Linked DNA regions of Nomascus leucogenys: region 2 is linked to region 1. Evidence: chromatin contacts called from public Hi-C data. All regions are on one chromosome and are shown on one strand. The core of a region is the stretch at or near the end of the contact, and the rest is flanking DNA. Distances in the headings are between cores, read along the strand shown. Region 1 has its middle 8.3 kb from the start of ZNF131. Region 2 holds the start of HMGCS1 (hydroxymethylglutaryl-CoA synthase, cytoplasmic).

What was found. A called contact is a pair of places that touch in the nucleus more often than the background predicts.
Region 2: a Hi-C map of a lymphoblastoid cell line shows a contact between it and region 1, with 5 times the contacts expected there. The contact joins the promoter of HMGCS1 here to the enhancer-like site in region 1. A contact is called at or near these places in 2 of 4 Hi-C or Micro-C datasets (a lymphoblastoid cell line and an unstated tissue).

Annotation. Positions count from the first base shown.
Region 1 is chr6:40,146,113-40,149,738 of Asia_NLE_v1, forward strand. No RefSeq gene overlaps it. Among named protein-coding and RNA genes, the nearest start is that of ZNF131, 8.3 kb to the right of the region's middle. Within about 2 kb of position 1,544, the one cell type or tissue checked has an H3K27ac peak away from gene starts, as active enhancers do. A contact at or near this core is called in a lymphoblastoid cell line, where this site is marked.
Region 2 is chr6:40,346,998-40,350,241 of Asia_NLE_v1, forward strand. HMGCS1 (hydroxymethylglutaryl-CoA synthase, cytoplasmic) reads right to left here and starts at 1,327. Exons shown (of 10, transcript XM_003277746.4): 1 at 1,177-1,327.

The DNA.
Region 1 (3,626 bases), core at 294-2,793:
AATAAAGGAGAACTGGTAATAAACTAGTCCTCAAAAGGAAGTAAGTTAATCTTCGAATTATCTCCATTTCTTTATTTTTTATTTTTTTTTTTTTGAGACAGTTTTGCTCTGTTACCTAGGCTGGAGTGCAGTGGCGCAATCTTGGCTCACTGCAACCTCCACCTCCTGAGATCAAGTGATTCTCCTGCCTCAGCCTCCCGAGAAGCTGGGATTACAGGCATGTGTCACCATGCCCGGCTAATTTTTGTATTTTTAGTAGAGACAGGGTTTCACCATGTTGGCCAGGCTGGTCTCGAACTCCTGACCTTGTGATCCGTATGCCTCAGCCTCCCAAAGTGCAGGGATTACAGGCGTGAGCCACTGCACCCAGCCGAATTATCTACATTTCTAAAATTGAATTAAGGTTATCCCAATTGCCAATACCCCTAGCTGCCAACCAAAAGCAAAATTCTTCTATAGAGAAAGATAAAATTATTGCAGGCCTTAAATTATTTGTAAAAAATTTCACATACAGTGTCCAGCATTCAATTTAAAAAAAATGATTAGGTAAGTAAGACAATAGAACAACATGAAGAAACACTGAGAGAAGCAACAACGAAACAGTCTCTAGATACTGAGACATAGACTGTAAAATACCATTCAATACGAATAAGAAAATAAAAGACAAGATTGAGAAACTCATAGCAAATTAGAAATGATAATAAAGAAGCAAAAATAACTAAAACATAAAGCAGCCATGGCCAGGCACGGTGCTCACGCCTGTAATCCCAGCACTTTGGGAGGCCGAGGCAGGTGGATCACTTGAGGTCAGGAGTTTGAGACCAGCCTGGCCAACATGGTGAAACCCCGTCTCTACTAAAAATACAAAAATTAGCTGGGTGTGGTTGTGGGCGCATGTAATCCCAGCTACTCGGGAGGCTGAGGCAGGAGAATTGCTGGAACCTGGGAGGCAGAGGCTGCAGCGAGCTGAGATTGCATCACTGCACTCAAGCATGGGTGACAAAGTGAGACTCTGTCTCAAAATAATAATAAATGAAACATATAGCAGCAAAATCAATAACTCAATGAGTTTAACAGAAGATTAGCACAGCTGAAGAGAATTAGTGAACTGGAAGAAAAATCATAAGAAAATGTCCATGAGGAAACAAGGAGAAAAGACAAGAGATGGGAAATACAGAACAGATGGGAAAAGACATAGAGTGTACAACAAGAAAGCCTAATAAACGGGTATTTGGAATCTCAATAGGCGGTTGAGAATTGAGCAGCAGCAACATAAAAAATATTGTGCCACTTCCTTCTGTCCTCTGTGGTTTCTGATCAGAGGTTTGCTGTCATTTGAACTGTTTTTCTCTGTAGGCAAAGTTTTGGGTTTTGTTTCTTTTTCTGACTGCTTTCAATAATTTTTTTTGCCTTTAATTTTTATAAGCTTAATTACGTTTCTTGGTGTTGATTTATTTTAGTTTATACTTTCTAGGGTTTGGTCAGCATCTTGAATCTTACCAAATCTTACCAAATTTGGGATGTTTTCAGCCATTATTTCCTCAAGTACTTTCTCAGCCTCACTCTTTCTCCTCTCCTTCAGGGTTTCTGAGAACACAAATGTTAAATCTTCTATTACAGCCCCACAGATTCCTGATGCTCTACTTATTTTTGGTTTTCTTTTTTTTTTTCCCCCATCAATTTTTTCTCTGCTCTTTAAATTGGGTTGTTTTGATTCTTTTGTTTTCTACTTCACTGATTCTCTGTATTCTCTAGTATGCCAGTCAGCTCATCCACTGAACTTTTAATTTCAGTTATTGAATTTTCAGTTATAAAATTTCAATTTGCTTCTTCTTTATATTGTCTATTACTTTACTGAGGTTTAAAAAAATTGTTTCGGCCAGGCACAGTGACTCATGCTTGTAATCCTAGCACTTTGGGAGGCCGAGGCGGGCGGATCACGAGGTCAGGAGATCGAGACCATCCTGGTTAACATGGTGAAACCCATCGCTACTAAAAATGCAAAAACAAAATTAGCCAGGCATGGTAGCGGACGCCTGTAGTCCCAGCTACTCGGGAGGCTGAGGCGGGAGAATGGCATGAACCAGGGAGGCCAAGTTTGCAGTGAGCCAAGATTGTGCCACTGCACTCCAGCCTAGGCGACAGAGCGAGACTTCATCTCAAAAAAAAAAAAATGTTTCAAGCATGTTCATAATTTCTCCTTGAAGTATTTTTTATCATGGCTTTTATCATGATTTTGTCTACTAATTACAACATCTCTTTTATCTGTTGGCATGTATTTATTATATTTTACATTTAGTTTGAGAGTTTCCTGATTTTTGCTTTGAAGTATGAGTGATTTTAAAAATTGAAACCTGTATATTTTCAGAAGTTATGAGCCTCTGAGTTTTCTTTGAACCATCTGTTTTACCTGGCTTTTTATGACACTGCTCCCATAGAGGAAGGAGGTGGGATGCCAGCTCATTACTGCTACATGGAGGTAGAAGTCCAAGTTTCCCACCTGACCTCCATTTGACACCCAAAGAGGAGGTTGCACCTGGTTATTACTGGGCAGAGCAGGAGTTCTGGCTCCCCTCATGGCCTGCATCAGCACTGCAAGTGAAGATGGTCCTATTCCTGCAGAATAATGGTGAAAGTCCTGACTCTCCATCAAGCCTCCTCTGACATTACCTTAGGAGAAGAGGAAAGAGAACCTTGTTACTGCTGGGTGTGGATGAAAGTCTGAGCTGCTACTTGGCCTCTGACACCACCCTAAAAAGGTGGGAATTGAGGTGCCTTGTTATAGCCTGAAGAAGGCAGATGCTTAGGCTCCTCACCACAACAGGTCTCGCTCTGTCACCCAGGCTGAAGGGTACTGACTTACTGCAGCCTCAACCTCCCCGGGCTCAGGTGATTTTCCCACCTCAGCCTCCTGAGTAGCTGGGATTACAGGCGTGCCACCACACTTGGCTAATTTTCATGTTTTTGGAAGAGATGGGGTTTTACCATGTGGGCCAGGCTGGTCTTGAACTCTTGAGCACAGGCAACTCGCTGGCCTCAGCCTCCCAAAGTGCTGGGATTACAGGTAGGAGCCCCTGTGCTGGCCACCACAGCCTTTCTGACATGGATGCAGGTGGGGTCACATTTCTTACTGTGGTATTTGGCCTCAATACTATGACTTTTGTCTAAAAGTTTTGTTTTGCTAGACAGCCCCGTTCCTGAGCCTTTGGCTAAGGAGCAGGCTTTCGTTAAGGGTTTTGTTTTTGCCTGTGCTCATTGGCATTCCTGGCTTGCCCAGCTTCTTTAACTCAAAGTCTGTGACATGTAAAAAGAAAATTCAAGGAGTTTGCCACTGTGTCATTCTTCAGATTCTGAGATGCCTATAGTCAGTTTGCTTTTTTCTCTCAATCTTTCGGGTTTTTTTTTTTTTTTTTTCTTTTTTCACTCTGTCCCTCAGGCTGGAGTGCAGGGGTGCGATCTTGGCTCACTGCAACCTCTACCTCCAGGGTTCAAGCGATTCTCCTGCCTCAGCCTCCGGAGTAGCTGGGGTTACAGACGCCCGCCACCACAGCCGGCTTATTTTTTTGTAGAAGTGGAGTTTCACCATGTTGGCCAGGCTGGTCTCAAACTCCTGACCTCAAGTGACC
Region 2 (3,244 bases), core at 77-2,576, 200 kb after region 1:
AACTCTGTTAATTCTAGGAGCACTTCCATTAGTCTTAATTTTGTTGTTTATCTTGTCATTGTTTTTCATGATTCATGCCTGAAACAGAGCAAATGTTAGTTAGCAGCAGCCAGAACACATCATCCTACTGCAGCAGGTGGCAAGAGCATCCTCGGGAAGGTGGGGAGCTGCAGCAGAGGTGAGCAGTGAAAGCAGCTAGTGATGCCTTTAGGCTAAGGCCATAGGGACAAGCATGACAAACAGGCACAACCTCACATTATTTGTTCCCCAAATCCCCTCCTCCAGAGTGGATCAGAATAATCGTTTCTCTATCACTGGTCAAGGCCAGACGCGCGTTTTCAAAGACTCCATATACTTGCTTTGAAATATCCTTAGCTTAATCCAAAACCTATTTGTGTGAGGACTCTGTGAGTGCCTGCCCATTACACTGTATCACCTAAAGCTGGTCCCGAAGGTATTAGCCGGAGAGAGATGTGGGATTTCAGAACACCAAGGAAGCCTATTTTTTAAAACGTAGACAAAAAAAAATATGGAGGCAGGAAGGCGGGAGGCAGTGATCTATGCGATTTGAAGCAAGTACAGACTGAGCCCCAGTACTTGGCCAGGTCTAAATCACGGTTGTGAACGCTTTCTTGCACCTGAGCTGAGGAAGAAAAGTAATGCTACCCACTTCCCTTCTTTCCATCAACTCTGTATGTGGCAGCAGGACACACCCCCTGCAAACCTACCAGCCTCCGTCTAAAGAGGATCTTACCCATCCTTTGGCGTCCACCCTTAACCAAGGCTCTGGAAAAGCCTTGGTAGCCCAACTCTCCTCTCCCGCTCCTGACACCCCCCACTCCTCTCTAGGCGGTCACAGCTGCCTCTCTGGCACCTCCAACTCCTATGTCGTTAGAACACCTAGACCTCAACGCCCTCTCGCGTTCTCCTCTCCGCGACTCGCCTGTGTTCTCGGCTCTTCTCAGATCCGCTACAGTCGGCCTCAGGTCCCTCACGAGGGAGCCCCCGCCCGGCCCCGCTCACGGTGCCCCATCCTCCCGGGCAAGATCCACGCCTACGTCCTGACCCAGAGCCCAGCTCCTTCGGGCCTAGTCAAGGACACCGCCTCTCTCTGGCCCACACCCCGCCCGCTGCACCGCCGCAGCCCGGCTCTACTCCTCCGCGCGGGACACTCACCAAGCGTGACCGAGCGGCAGCAGAGGAAAGGGAGTGAGCCACGAAAGGACAGTCCGCGGCGCCTCCCCTTCGCCACCAGCTTTATAGCCGCCAACCCACCCGACTCCGGCACCGCCGAGAGTCGCTGGGAGGCGGGACGGTGGCTCCAGCAGCCAATCGCGACCGGTAGAGTTGCCCGGCAGCGCCCGCCCCCCCAGCCCGGCTTCTACCAATCAAAAGGAAAGTAGAGGCGGCGGCTCGCTAGGATTTTCCCTCGTGGCTGCAAGGGCGGGGAGAAGGGGCGGGGACAAAGTCTCAGGGCCGAGGAAGTGGTGTGAGAGACTGACGTGGGGTGGCACGAGAGCCCACTTGCCAATGACGGAGCTGCGAGATACGGCGAGAGCCAACGGGAGCGGAGTGAGAGGTTCTCGGACCAATTGGGACTAAGTGAGAGGAGATGCGGGCCAATGGGTACTCCGCGTCCCACCGCTGGAGAGATGGTCAAGTGTGGGAGGCGAGTTGGTCCCAGCTTGGGAGGCTGTCAGGTTGCCTAGCAACCAGAGCTAGGCTTCACCTGAAAGATTTCTGAAATGCTGTACTTGATTTGAATTCAGTCTTAACGTTTTCTAGCAAAGTGGGCCTAGATTACAAATTGGAGCAGAATACTTCACCCAGAACTTGTATATGTGTAAATATTCTAAATACCCGATTTGTAAATACTCAAATATTGTCTCCTTTATTCAAAACTACCTTGACTTAAAAAAACAAAACAAACAAAAGTGCTCTTGAGACAAAGCTTTCTAACTAAACCTAAAACAAAATGGTTTCAGGACTAGGCATCCGTGGGGAGGGTGCAGAGCCTTGCTGTGAAGGGAAGTTGATACTGAATTCAAGGATTTTTGCCAGGCCGTGCACTCTGAGGAAAGGGACTCCATTTGGCCCGTTCCCCACTGTATCTTCTAAGCTTCATATGTGGTAACTGGAAAGGCCACGTAATTGTCGGCATAGTAAATCCATCGGATACGGACTGCCTAACTCCCCCAGCAAATAGAGAGGAGCAATTCAAGCTAGAGGAATTCACTGAAACACTATTTGGGGGGAATCCAAAGGAGGACACTTGTGGCTTTGCAATAAACTCTGCCTCTATCTGGTCAGAGAGAGAAGCCATAATACTTAGCTTTGGTGGGGGACCATGAGTGAGGTTCGGAGTTGTTTGTATCTCTCCCCATCTCAGTTTAATTAACAAGAATGCTATTGATAAGGGGTCATTGGTAATTCTGTGATTCACACAACTATTGTTATGGGAGATTTTTTTAATCACTATAGATGCTAACCTAGTAAGACACATTGTCAGCAGCAAAGTGGCAAAACAATTGGAAATGGAACCACTGTGAAGTGGTGGCATAAATGACTTGGGGGAAGAGGACCATTCAATAATGATTTCCATTCCACAGTATTGCCCATGACTCATTTCATATGTACATAAAGTAACTAGATAGTAAACAGAGAGAGAGAGACATTGCCTGATTGTGATCAACAGCAATTTGGGGTTGGGGATTGTGATCAACAGCAATTTGGGGTGGGGTAGGAGATTAAAATTCTTGGCATATTGGAATATGCTGAAAGGCAGTAAGGACAAACACAGGAAAGATGATACAGTTTTGTCCTTAGAAAGGAATTGCAAATAATTCCAACTCCAGGAGTACACAATGGGAAATGATTAGCCAGACAGTCATGAGAATGACCATCTTACACAACTGGAAATTTTTACAAGGAACAGACCGTCTTTTGATCACGTTAATCTTCAATTAAGCAAAGTGAGCATGATTATTGATTACTGGGAAGCCAAGCAAAGGAGAACAAAAAGGGTTAGTGATTAGATACAGAAGATCTTGTTATAAATAACATTTCCATGCCGCAAAAGAAATAGCACTCAAATATAAAATTTTCTTTTTAATTCTCAGCAAGGCAAGGTACTTCTATAGAAGGGTGCACCCTTACAGATGGAGCAATGGTGAGTGCGCACTTGGACAAGGGAGGGAAAGGGGTTCTTATTCCTGATGCACATGGTCCCTACTGCTGTGTCATT